Linked DNA regions of Rattus norvegicus: region 1 is linked to region 2. Evidence: chromatin contacts called from public Hi-C data. All regions are on one chromosome and are shown on one strand. The core of a region is the stretch at or near the end of the contact, and the rest is flanking DNA. Distances in the headings are between cores, read along the strand shown. Region 1 overlaps LOC103693508 (a long non-coding RNA gene). Region 2 has its middle 120 kb from the start of Usp25.

Region 1 (7,088 bases), core at 2,494-4,993, 470 kb before region 2:
GATCTTCATAAATACACTGACTTAAATACAGGTTTATGAACATGAGGATTAAAAAGTAGTTTTTAAGTTCTTTCTCTTTCTTTCTTTTTTAGAGATTGCTTTTATTTTTAGTTGTGAATATTTTAGCGTTCTTAAACTGTTCTAATTAAGAGTCTAATATATGCATATATGAATTATGCTGTTGTGAGCACAGATATAATATGATGAGTCTACAACTAGAAAAGAAATTATTGAATTAATTGTATGTGCACTAGAGTGCTTATATTTACTCACAAAAAGCTGAGTTAGATTTTCGAGCTCTAGTCACATTATAGCTTTTGAAAGACAAACGAGATCTGGTTGACTAGGTAAAGAACACAAAAATCGCAAATTGCAAATGTACAGAAAAATGTCTACAGTTGGGATGAAATTAAACTTTTAGAGTTGTGAGACAACATGGTGTCAAAAGCCTAAAATCAAGGACACGATCGTAGTAACTCCTGCCATTCTGGACGGTCTGTATTGGCTCATATCACACCAGAGGGCACACATCCCATTTCAACAAAATACACTGAAACTTATTTCCCAAGAACCACATCCTTTCAAGAAAATAGACAGATGCATCCAGCTCTCCTCTGTTCAACAGGTTGAGGACGAAATCAATGATTCTTAATTTGGCGAACTACTACACTGTAAGAAAGCAAGCCAGCGAGCACACACAGAACCGGTTTCGTCTACTTTTTTAAGGATTCCAAGCTCATCTGCAGCAAAATTATAAGTTGTGCAATCGTTAATCACTTCACTCATATCTGAAATGATTTAGCTTTCCTTAATTATATCTTCATTGTGAAAAATAACACCGCACAGTAATTACTTCATGACTTGACGTGTTTTGAAATAAATAAAAAATAGAATGTATTTTCCAGGGTTTAATGCAGATAATTTGGCCTACACAAATTTTCACCATTATTTATTTTCAAATCCTTCTCCTACTTATTAAAACTATAGTAAATAATCAACAATCATGCCTCCAATTGTGATAAAATTATTACTGCTTCATATATGTATACATTTCATGTTTTTTTTTAAAAGAGAAAACACTGGCTGTAGCTTTTATTACTAACTACAAAGTATACTTTGGCTTTATTGACTGACTAGATACATGAAAAAAATTAAAAAGCAAACTATGAGTTTATACCTTTCTCCCAGATTTTACTTCCCTTTATATGATATAGCCACTGAGAACATATTTTTCTTTTCATTAAATAGCTTCTTATTCAAACATCTTGTACCTATATTGTACAAGATGTAAAAATCAGCATACACATATGTCCTCAGAATGATGGAAAATGGACATTGATCAGAAAGCCAAACAAAAGGATGACAAAGACAATCATTACTGTAAACCCTGGAAGGAAAGGCACCCATAAAATTCCAATAGGAATAGCTTCCTAAAGGGAAGGACAATTTCTTATATACCAAACATAGACATGATAACATTCTAGATTAATTACACTTTAAACTTGCGCCTTTTTGTTTTACCTGAGATGATTTTCTCCTGTGGTCATTTTCTTCTCTTCTCATATGCACTTTAAATGTTCCCCTAAAACAACCACAAAAGGAAAATATCAGACAACTGCCACCTACAAGGATCATCTGTGTAGATTGCGAGCAAGGGAAGGAGGTGGCCGGGAAGAGAGCACAATGTCAAAATGGGGAAAACCCTTCAAAAGTCTTTTTCTTAAGGCTTGGCAGAGTCGGAGGGCCCCACCCCGGGATACTCATATGACACAGAAGTGCTTTCACAGTTTGCAGCTACATGTTCCTTCTGGTTGGTGTTGCTTTCACAGGAAGAGTTCTGAAAGTGAAAGGATGTAGCTCTTACGGAAGCGACTAGGTCCTTCACAATGAAGGGGTGAAAGCTGAAAAGACCTTTGGTGTTGGCATGGAGCTTAATAAGATAATTAAGAGTGCGGAGATTAATGGCTCCTAAAATAACATTCAAAATAATGTTTTTTTAACTAAAGGATCACGAAACATGAAAACATGTTTATCAATATTAATTAAGCCTTTGAAAGTTGGCTTTCCACTAACAACGGAGGAAGAACAGCCAATCTGCAAATAATTAGTGAATAAGCAATAAAGTCAATAAAACATTGCTTCAAAATGTTATCTGTGTATAGGTCTGGGTCACGCTTGATTCTTTTTTCTACAATATAACCCAAAAGAAGACAGAATTGACCAGCTGTATAATATTTCCCTTTGTTTATCCTACATGTTTATGATATCATGAAATATAACTTTAAAACATAACAATTATGGTTACTTATCACAGATACTCTTATGTCAGTTCTTAGGATGAAAATTGTAATCTTGATTGATACACATTGTATATCCCAAAGCGTTTTTTTTTCCTTTTCAGAGATTTTCCTGCATGTTTAGAAACATTTAAAAAATTAAAAAAAGAATATATCATCTAGTCCTTCCCACTAAGAAAAAAAAACCTTGCATTTTGTTACAAGATGTTGAACTTGCTCAGCAATTTCCTTCTACAAATAGACAAAATAATTAGAATGCAATGTTTTCACCTGCCGAGCCAAAGAAACTCTGAACTTGAAGCAAGTTTGTACAGACTTTCCCCACCGCAGCAGTGAAGGGCAGCGTCCAACACTTCGCAACTGCTTTAGGGCAAATTCTTCTCCTTGTATTTTTAGAAGTAGAATTATTAAGAAACAAGCTACTTTTTACATCGCAATGGAGAATACATACACTCTTTTTATCCCCATTTCTCTTCTACTGCAACCAGTGTGAAAAAGTCAATTTATTTTTTTAGCAGTCTATGGATGCATTTCTGAAGCGAGATCTCTTCTTAGAATTGGAGAGATCCCTTCTTTTTCCATTTCAAATTAGGAGTCACAAAATAGGTTTTGCTTTCTGTACTACCGATTCCCAAGCCCACGAAATACATTACTGGACACAAAAATCAGAGATAACACACACCACAGTCTGCCTAAAACTTCTGTGCACAACCAAAGCAGGAGCTATATGTTTATCGTTTTCTAATTTTAGTTTAGTGTCTATGCTAATCACGATTAGAGTAAGAAAGCAAAAGAAAAAAGTAGAAAGTGGGTAATGAGTTAATGAGAATAAACTGAAACTGCAAGGACCCTGATCTATGTAACTGAAAGCATAAAAAGAAACAAAAAAAAAGTTATACCTGATATGAAAGTGCGGGTTCACCAAGTGCAATGTACTGCTCTTAGGCCATTGTTTTTGAAATAATAATAAGAATAAATAAATAAAAGCAAAGAAGGCTCATTGGATTGTGTTGTTTTCAAAGCTGCTTAACGAAGGCCGGTGTCTCAGGAGTTAGACAAACCAAAGTTTGCTTTTTTTTTCCTTTTGGTTTGTCTGTTTGTCTTGGTTTGCATTTTTGTTTGTTTTTGTTTTCACGCAGCCATATCTCATTATTATCAGTATTTTTCAGCACTCTTGCGAATACTGAGCAGCTCAGGTTTTTGTTTGGTTTGGGTTTTTATTTGCAGTTTCTTCAGGGCTCCTGGTATTTCTCAGAGAAGGAGGTCCAGAGGGCTTGTCTTCCTTCTCTTCCTTGTCCGTATTCCAGGCACAAAGCACTGCGCAGAATCTGCACCAATCGTTGCCATCCACTGGCAGCAGAATGGTAGAAGGTGGGAGAGACCCAGAAGCCTTCCAGGCTGTGCTGACTTGAGGAATGAGGTTTGCACACGTTCGTCTCCCGAAGCGAAGGGGTGGAAAGGCTGGGTGCCAGCTTGCTACTCGGCTACAATGATCTCATGCTCACTGCTCCGTAGTCCTGTTCGACCAGTTCAAACGCCTGTTCATTATAAACCAAATACATACATAAATAAATAACCCCAACTACTTGAATTCTTCAATAACCAAAAAAGGGGTATTAACATAAAATTTTTAAAAATCAGCAGTCAGAAAAGGTTAAAAAAGAGAAGGAAAAAGAAGAAAAAGCACATACAATTTTAGGATTCACTTGTTATGCCTCAATATTCTGTTATTATTTTCCTTTTCTCTCTCTCTTTCGAGATAAGCAGCAGAATTTATCAGGCGTGAAAGGGACAGCCTCCTGGTGGCCTGCCAAAAGCCCAGAATAAAGGCGAAGTTGTGCTTCAAAGCTCAGTTGCTTGCTGAGTCTGGCTAAAGTCAAGTATTAAGATCCACCATTTTCTGATCCTTGCTAGAAAAGAAGAAAAAAGTCAGGCCAGTTTGCTGCTTCCAAGTCTCCGTTGGCACCATCACAAAATCTCAGCCGTCAGGTCACATGATTCTCTGCCAAATGTAGAGTGAGCGCATTCCCATCAACCATTCTGCTGATACTGCGAAGGCAGCTATTGTCTCGTTTAGACCCAAAGTTCAGCCCACTCTTCATTGAATTAGCTGAAAAACGCATCACCTTTGGGGGCTGGGAGTCATGGAAACGTCTACCTGGCAAGCTGCCCACTTTTTCTGCCCATCAACCAGAGATGGGATTGTGCTGCTTAACGCAGTCATGACTTGGAATGTGAAGAGTCGTCCAAAGTGAATCTCATTCTTACAACGCCTGCTTCATTTGCACAGAAAACTCTGGCTCAGAGGAGAGAGGGAGAGAGGGAGGGAGAAAGGGAGGGAGGGAGAAAGGGAGGGAGGAAGGGAAGGAGGGGGAGGAGAGAGAGAGAGAGAGAGAGAGAGAGAGAGAGAGAGAGAGAGAACTACAAAAAATAGCAAATAAAGGTCTGAACATGCTTACTTTGCAACTTTATTTCTCAACGCAACCAAACGGTTCTCAGACGGGAAGACTGAATGCCCTGCCCCGAGAGTTTGCTTCATTAAAGGCATATCTAATGTTTTCTTTACTGTAAACGCAACAAACCTAGCACATTTGTTTTATTCTCCCTCTTTGAGACTTCGAAACAAAACCAGACCTCCCAGTTTTCCTCTTTGCATTTTTATTACTTTCTGATTTTTATCTAGCACCAATTTTGTACTACATGGCCACAATATCCACTAGCAACGGAGATGCATTATTGCCACCATCTCCAGCAAAGTGGTCCCCTGAGAGGCTGGGGTGTCTCTTCCAGCAGGCAAAACCCTGCAATTGGGTCTTGTGATAATCCCCATCACCACCTAGCACAGCTGCTATGCAAGTTTGCTGAGATTGACACATGAGAGAAGTGTTCTTTCTGTTCTCTTACTGACTGTGGGTTGCCTGTGCGGCATGAAAGATGCCTTTGAAAGATTCAGGGAGGATATCAACAGCTCTCAGGCAATAAAATGAACTCCCCCCACTTCCCGGTGGATTTCCATTCTAGCATGCAATGAGATTTCCCATGTACAAGCCTTTCCATACTTTCTATCTAAAGTGGAGTGAATTCAGTCTTCAAATAATTCCTTATGCAGAATGTAAAGCCAAGTAGCAAAGTAAGCATCGTTAACATTTTAGCCAAAGACACGGAGCACAATGCAGGAGACCTACATTTTCATATGCAAGTGAAAATTCTGTAGTGACTGTATATTACATTAAGTTGTGTTTGTAGTAAGTCAAAAGTTAAGTTCAGTGTCTTATCTGAGTCAGAGGTCCACATCCCTCTCCTGGAACGCACACATGTTAAATACTATTTGACAAATCAAATCATGACTTGCCTAAACATTAATTGTTGAAGTCAGAGAACTAGGAAACAGCCCACCGATGGATTTGAAGGTTATTATATTGTTCAAAGGTCGCTTTAGGAGCAGCAGGGGTGAATATCACATGCCCATAAGGGAAACATCATGGAACCCTACCTGTCTGTAATCGAAAACTGCATGCAGTTCTACACAGCAGAACTTGACCTTAAACATGTGCTGAAGTTTGCAGTGGCTTTTCTCCTAGACTGAAAAATTCTGGGCAACTTTTTGCGAGAGTCTTAACCACCAACCTAGAGAGTGTTGGGTGGAGAATTGTACAGTGCAAATTTAAAGGCCTTGTATCTTCAAGGTGCACAAAGTAGGTGACAGACGTGGAATGGGAAATTTAAATCACAGTGACTGTTCAGTTATTCAGCAGTTAAACATTTGTCTCCTAGGTTTTATAATAGGCATAGGGGAATCAAAATAAGCCAAGAGGATGAGACTCCCATGGGACGCCATTCAGTAACTACTTTGAAATGAGAAAAGGTCACTGTAAACAGTGAAGCTAGTACCTGGAGGAAATTTATTAGAGTGGAACTCTTCATGAAACAAGCAGAAAGAAATTGGTGGGCAGAAGAGAAAGGCATGTTAAATATGACTTATCATGGGAGGTGTTTCCTCAATCTGAAGTTTTCCCTTTCAGTGAAAACTCGTTAATAATTTTATGTTTAACTTCCGTAAGTAAACTGATGTAAAAGTTGCCTGGTGGCCTCCCAGTTCCAAATGAAAGGAACACAGAAAAAGAAAGAAGCAAACTTTTGTGTATAGGAACATGGAATAATTTTTTTTCTGAAAACCTCTACTAAATACCACCAATTTCCCTGAAGAATATGTATAAAACAGATAGAAGGAGACTGTGACAAGTTGAGACTATGTAGAGAAGAGAAGGCTGAAGACTCTGGCTCTGAGGACAGCCATGCTCCTCAGTCCCTTCACTTCTGCTCTGGCTGGTTTTTATTTGTTTGCTTATTTGTTATTATTTTAGTTGTTTGTTTGATGGGATCAGAAAAAACAGTGGCCCACAAGGATAGTAATTACTGGGACAATGTTGTTTTAATTTTTCTTTCCAGTTTGTCTTTTTCAAGACAGGATTTCTCTGTGTAGCCCTGGCTACCCTGGCACTCACTGTATAGGTCAGGCTGGTCTTGAACTCAGAGATCTGTTTGCCTCTGCCTCTAGAGTACTTGGAATTAAAGCCATGCACCACCATTGTCCAGCTAGGAAATTACTATTTTCTATAGTCAAACACCACAGAAGGAACTGTGGCTGCATTCTAATTCATGCTTACAAACGTCAGCTTGGGGATCAAAATGCTACCAAGATAAAGTAAGGAGTCTGGATGCCCTTTCTCCAACATCACGGGAATAGTATAAGACAAGTCTAAAGAAGAGTTAACGAAGGGGTTTGGGGGC
Region 2 (6,667 bases), core at 693-3,192:
ATAAGAGGAGAGGAGGTCCTGCAGTCTGTTTCTATCCTTTAACCACTTTACACACTCAAAAACTCATTTGGATTATCTTCATAACTCACTGTCTGAGTCATTGGTTTTCTGTGGCTTTGTGCAAATAATCACAATCCTGGCGCCTTCCAACAACTGAATTGTTTTCTTAGTCAGTGCCTGTATTCCATTGATTGAGGTACTTCAGGATAAGTCTTCAATATCAGTTAGATGTAGTGCAACTAATCAACTAGCCATGGATACTGGGTTTTAGCTTTGAGGTATAGTAAAAGGAGGAACAAAAACCAAGCTAACAGGCACAGAGAAAGCCCAGAATCTTACAGCACTACCAACACTAGCAAGCAATAATGAATGTTGAGAGCAGAAGAAATAGCCAAGGGAAGGGCACATCAATTGCTTATCAAATATCAAATGGGGGACACCAAGAACATACATAAAGTAGTATTGCACAGACTGGGATGTTGTGTTTATGTATTTAGGAACACATATGTGTATGTGTATGTATGTGGGTATATATGTATGCATGCATGCGTGTATCGACAACTAATGAAAAGAAGCCATGTATTTGAAAGAGAAGTAGTAAGGATAGGTGGGTTTGTATGGAAGAAATGATATAATTTTAAAATCTCAATAAATGAAAAAGAATTTTCAAAAGGAAGGTTGATATTTTTATATACCAGAGACCACCAGAATTTAGAATAAAATGCACTTTCTTGAGAAATGGTTCTTCAAGTTACTGTATATGCAGATGTAGTAAAGGGGACAACGTTCTTGAGTAACAGCAAACTTCCTGTGTTCTGTCAGGCTGTGCCACGCTCCTTGATCTTCTCAAGGACAGTGATGTTCAACATCTGCTCAAGTTGGGTAAGATGTCCGTGCAAGTTTAAAATAAACAACTTTGATTTAGAGTTACCTCAGTTTAATTTCTAGTTATCAGAGAAAAATGCAAAGGGAATGGGGTTTTTACTTCTCTACTGAGCCTTATCCAGGAGGGAAGTACAATTTTGCCATAAGCACCCTGCTAAAGAGCAGGGCATAGACAGAGAGCACGCCCTTTCTGGCTCCGGACTCCTGACGGCTCACAAGCACCAAGTTATCTAACAATAGCTTTCCCACTGCAACTACTTCCTGGCTGTAGTATTAGAAGGTAATGGTTTAAATTGTATCATATTTATTCAACATTTACTATACACTTTTGCTGATTTGAAAACAAGCATATTGCTGGCCACAAAACCTACATTCATGCACTGATCTTACCATGGAAGGTTATATAATCAAGTCTTGGAGATACCAAAACACTGAAATGTCTCATGGAGTATTGGGAGTCATCCTTGGACAGAGGTTTTGAGAACAACTATGTGAGCACACACAGTGGATTGCCAAATGCAATCCAAAGGGCTTCGGCAGTAGTAGGTTTTGAATTTTACATCTACACTCCGCTGAGCTAGATAGAGTAGAATTGCAGCGCGGTCAATCATTGCCAGTGAAGACACTTGAAAAACAAAACCTGGAAAAAAATCTACAATCAAAAGAGCTGTTACACTAGTAAGAGCAGCGGGTTTGCCACAGCTGATTTGTATCCAGGATAGGTACAGTGTCTTGGTAACTACAGCTAAGAGACATGGGCACAAAACCAGGGTGGAAAATTGTCTAACACCGTTAACCCTTTTGGTCATCTTGTTCTGTTGACTAAGCAATTCGTTTTTTATAACTCTTGAGAATAAAGGAGAGAGAGAAAACATATACATATATATTCTATAACTTTGATAAAAATGTAAATTAAATAAGTATACACAGAATTTAAATGTTCATGGTCTCACAACATGAAAACAAAACTACTTTTGAGACTAAAACACACACATTTGAGCAGGATAGGAATTCTGTCTTGCAATCTTATTTTACTGCGTAAGTTCTCAAATGCAGGGTTATGACACCACCTACTGGGAATTGAGAAGAAAACAGTTCAGCCATCTAAACATAGCTAGTCTCTTCCTTGAACTAGAAGCATTTTAACAGTTATTATAGAGAAATTTAAAGAATGACAACATTCATGATGACAATGGCTGAAGACAACAAGTAGCAACAGATTGCCATCACTAAATATACCCCTCATTCTTTTTGCTGCCCCCTTATTTTGGTTTTCTCTTCTGTTGTTTGATGGGGAGAAGAGAGCATTTTAGTTCTCCTTTTAGGACATAGTCCTTATTAGAACACAGTCAGGTTTTTCCTCTGACATTGAAAACAGTTTCCTTTTCCCCCAGTACAGTGATGGATTGGCCCTGTTTGAACATTTTCTCTAGTGTGTGAGGCATCTTGCTTTCTTGCTGTGTGGTCAGCAATCCTGTTATAACCACCTCTTCGGTACTCTCTGAACTGCTGAACCCACTCCATCACGCCTCTGTGGTCCCCATCTAGGTTTAGCAGTATCTTTCACCTCACTGCTCTTACTTAAGGGTGTCTCAAAGGTGACTGTTCCTCCATTTGAGAAAAAATTGTCCCTTAAAGTAACATATCAGATCTTACCTCCTTCATTTGCCACTCTGTATTTTGTGGGTTTCCTACCAACACAGACCTTTTCTTTTTGGGTTAGTGTAACCACACCATTTCTCCCTTTCCTACCCATAAATCCCTCCCCTTCTTGCTCTCTTTCAAATCCTGGCTTCTTTTTTCATTAATGGATATTACATACATGTATGTATATACATAATATGTATTCCTAAATATAACCTGCTCAGTCTGTATGTTACTTGTATATGTTTTCAGGGCTTACAATTTGCTTTTGGATAATCAATTGATGTGTTCTTTTCTGGGGAAGACTGCTTCATCCACTCTGAGCATTCCTGTTTGTCTGTAGTTCTTTGTGTAGGGGCCTTTAATGCCCTCAGACTCAGTTCTGGCCCTCTGCGTCTCTGTATCATCATATTAAGTTACAGCAAATGTGGTCAGAGCTTCACAGAGCTAAGGCCTCTCATCTACTCCCCAAATTGGCAGTGCCCATTGAAAGCATGTAAACCAAACTTTTAAAATGAAATCACATACTGGAAGCAATCCCAAAGGACTCTGGATATCCCTTTCAAATCACACATCACACTTAAATGGAACCATTTCTTGAAATAGTTGGTCATCTTTATCCACCTTCTATTTTTAATTTAGTTTAACCATCTGTGAGTGCCTTCTTGTAATTTGGCTTTGACTTGGATTTTGGAACATTTAATACATGAAACCATACTGGGTACAAAACTGTCTGGCATCATTCATTCATGATTTATTCCCATTGATATAAGTGGCTTCAGTTGGCATGCTTTTAGCTCTGGGTAAGAATCCACTGCATGCATATGGTGTAATTTGTCAGTTTACTGCTGACAGATGTAGGTTGTGTCCAGATTTGAAAACTCCCACCCGGAAGTCCCGACGACTCACCCAGTGATTGGCTCCTTGAAATCTTTATTCATCAGGGGAAAGTTCTGCCACAGTTGCTAGTACATCATTCAGGAGTTCCTATGTATTCTTCTATAGTCCATATAGTCAATATAATTGACACACATATATGACTCAGTTTATATGTACAAAAAAATCTTAGAAATAATATTCTCTGCTATCTAAGTCACAACCTGAGAACATCTCAAGGAACACAGCCTAAGGATCTTACCCAACTGTACCTTTCACAGTTTTGTTAGCTGGACCCAGTCCTCCTGTATCTTGCAGATGTCTTCACTGAGCACATACTCCTCTAAGTTCCTGATGTGCAGCAGCTCTTTCTGTTGCTGCTCTGCCATGCTGCGGACTGTGCTCAGTGCTTTGTTCACAGAAGCACACATTTCTGCTGAGTCACAGCCCCAGCTCTAGGGACTTTTTGTCTTACCTGCTGCTGCATAGATGCCTCAGCAGTTAACGCCTCATGGTGTTCTTGAAGAAGCAACACATTTGCCTCACAACTGCCTGCAACTTCAGCTCCAGGGGATCTGACACCCCCTTCTGGAATATGTGTGTGCATGCACACATACACAAATCAAAAACAGCATCTTTTGAAAATATCTTTCCGGATCGATTTTGCATGTGAAGAAATTAAATATGCTCTAAGGTCTTACTATTACACTACCGTCTAAAAGATGTCAGATGACATCTGACCGAGAAGAGTTCCTGTCACAGATATAAACTCAGAGCTGGATGCAAATACACAGACAGCTCTTTTCTCACCAACACGGAGGATGGTTCAAAGTTGCAATACTTGAGAGTAGAGAGGACCAGGATATAAGAAAAATTACCTAAAATTTCAGGTCAGAGAATTATATGACTACCATGAAAAATAATTTCCATCAATTTTTTTAAATAAATAACCTGTTAGTCCTTGCTTGTCTAATGTTTCAGTTAATTTTATGTATTTTTCCAGCAAGGCAGGGACAGAATAATTTTCAAGACTTACTATAAGGACGGGGGACAATTGTCATTACCGTGTTTTCACGGTGTCTCAGGCTTTGATTTAACTACACGAGCCTCTCCAAGATTAGTCAGGCAAAGAGCTACAGCTCACTTAAAATAGGTTATCTGTGCTAGCATAAATGCTGGCACGTTTTAAATTAATATAATAATTAGTTAACTAAAGATAACTAATATAATAATAAATATTTTCATTTTATTTCTAAGATGATGAATATCAACAAAACTAAAGGTGATGACTTTTGAGTATGAAAAAAAATGTGAGGCCACAAAGGTAAATACTTATCTACGCCAGAACACTTGGAAATTTACAGTTAGGCATCTGTTCTTTTTCTTCCTTTCCTCTCCCTCCCTCCTTTTCTGCCTCACTCCCTTTCTACTTCCCTTTCTCCATTCTCCTCTGGAAAAGTCAGAAAAGCATTCCAACACAAGACTTACCTAAAGGATGGTAAAAGAGCCTTGAGAACTCTGCCAGGAAACACAGGACACAAAGAGAAAACAAAGTGAAATTTTTGACTAGGATCTGGAGGTAGAGAAGCACCCATTACTTCTGTGTGTCTCAAGTCCTGATGCCACAGACCATGACTTCCATCACAGGGCTAGCATGGCCTTTATTTGAAGGAAGATTAAATCATGTTCATGTTCTCTGATACCTAAAACGTATCCCAGAAAATCCCAGTGGAAGATGGGTATCAAAGGAGAGTATACTGGGAGCGAAGTCTAAACTATTAGACATGAAAATGTGTAATCACAATATTTTAAATCAATGCTAAAACATTAAATAATAGTAATACGATTAGCTATGGTAGTTGTTCAGGCAAGAAGACAAATGGAGCTGGTGCGCTTATAAATATGAAATTTACTTTAGAAATTGTACTATGAAATTTAACATAGAAATGCTTAAAGACATTGAATTGCCAAATGCATTAAAGATAGACACAAAATGAAATTACAAAATATTAGGAGACATACTGATACTTTTTATAGTTCTGTCCAGGGAAAATTCATTCTCAACAATTGTCCCCCATCTTTATAGTAAGTCCTGAAAATTATTCTGTCCCTGCCTTTCCAGAAAAATACATAAAATTAACAGAAGCATTAGTCATTTCCAAAGGCTGGAAGTGTAAAAGAGATCAACAGATTTAATTACACAGAAAGGGAGGCAGATAGAAAGAGGCAATGAGGAAGCTTACAGTGACTGTTGTAACGACTGCTTGCAGTGTAAAATAAATAATTAATGATTCCTAAAATGTTCCTCTGCAAATAAACATGAACAACTGAGAGAAGAAAACAGTGAGCAGTGAGGTACTAATGTATTCGAGTACTGTCACGAGACATCAGAACTTTTGTGCATTATTGGAAAATATTGAATACCAATAGAATTGTGTGTTATTCTAACTTGTGAAAGAAATTGTCCCCATGATGCTGTGGGTAACTGTGAAAAATAGAACAGAAGCACTCGTGTAGTCTATACGTTGTGATTTATACACAAGTCACACATTTAGAAACGAACAAGACAAATAGACCAGAAGCAGACACACACACATCAACTTTCATCACGTCATATATATATATATATATATATATACATATATGTATGTATATATATGTGTGTGTGTATACATATCAGCATATTCTGCATATTAGATGCAGTACATCAGTAAGAGGCAGATTCATTCCCTGGAAATGTACATACATCTATTATTACATTTCCATGGTGTCCTGCTGGAGTAGGCAAGCCGTTTGGAAATTGATGGAGACACAACATGCTCAGACGGAGCTTCGTCTTTTTGAGCACCGCCTTTCAGTAAGAAGTCCTTGAAGTGTTTGGTACTGCTCTCATTCAATAAAAAAAAATCAAAGAACAAAGCAGATTTGGGCTTTGGGCTATTGTTTGGTTTTGTTTGTTTTTTAAATTCAGCTCAAGCTGCTCAATCCATCCAGATTATAGTTGACCCAAAGCTCACCAGTAAAATGGCAATGACAAATGCATTCTCTTCCTGTGTAAAGGAACCTCCCGGAGTTCGAAACTGCAGAGCAGCCTCAAGGATGACGACGTTAAAGCCAACAATAATAAAACGCGGTTAAGTCTTCCTCCGGTTGGTCTTAGAGACGGAGTCAGTCATCTTTGTTGCCCAAGGCATACATCATTCTGGGCAGAAAGCAGTTCTCAGGCAAAAGTCTCTCAGAGGCACAACCAGCCTAACACAGT

The links. Hi-C and Micro-C count contacts between places; a contact is called where the count stands out from the background.
Region 1: a contact with region 2 is called in a Hi-C map of psoas muscle, with 2.8 times the contacts expected there. The contact joins two enhancer-like sites. A contact is called at or near these places in 2 of 12 Hi-C or Micro-C datasets (Schwann cells and psoas muscle) and 1 of 1 datasets of contacts at active chromatin or transcription factors (oligodendrocytes).

The regions. Positions count from the first base shown.
Region 1 is chr11:29,680,171-29,687,258 of GRCr8, reverse strand. LOC103693508 (a long non-coding RNA gene) reads right to left here. Exons shown (of 9, transcript XR_010056223.1): 6 at 3,989-7,088; 7 at 3,197-3,835; 8 at 1-1,582. Among named protein-coding and RNA genes, the nearest start is that of Mir99a, 3.7 kb to the left of the region's middle. Within about 2 kb of position 3,743, at least 58 of the 93 cell types and tissues checked have an H3K27ac peak or open chromatin away from gene starts, as enhancers often do.
Region 2 is chr11:29,206,861-29,213,527 of GRCr8, reverse strand. No RefSeq gene overlaps it. Among named protein-coding and RNA genes, the nearest start is that of Usp25, 120 kb to the right of the region's middle. Within about 2 kb of position 1,942, at least 3 of the 93 cell types and tissues checked have an H3K27ac peak or open chromatin away from gene starts, as enhancers often do.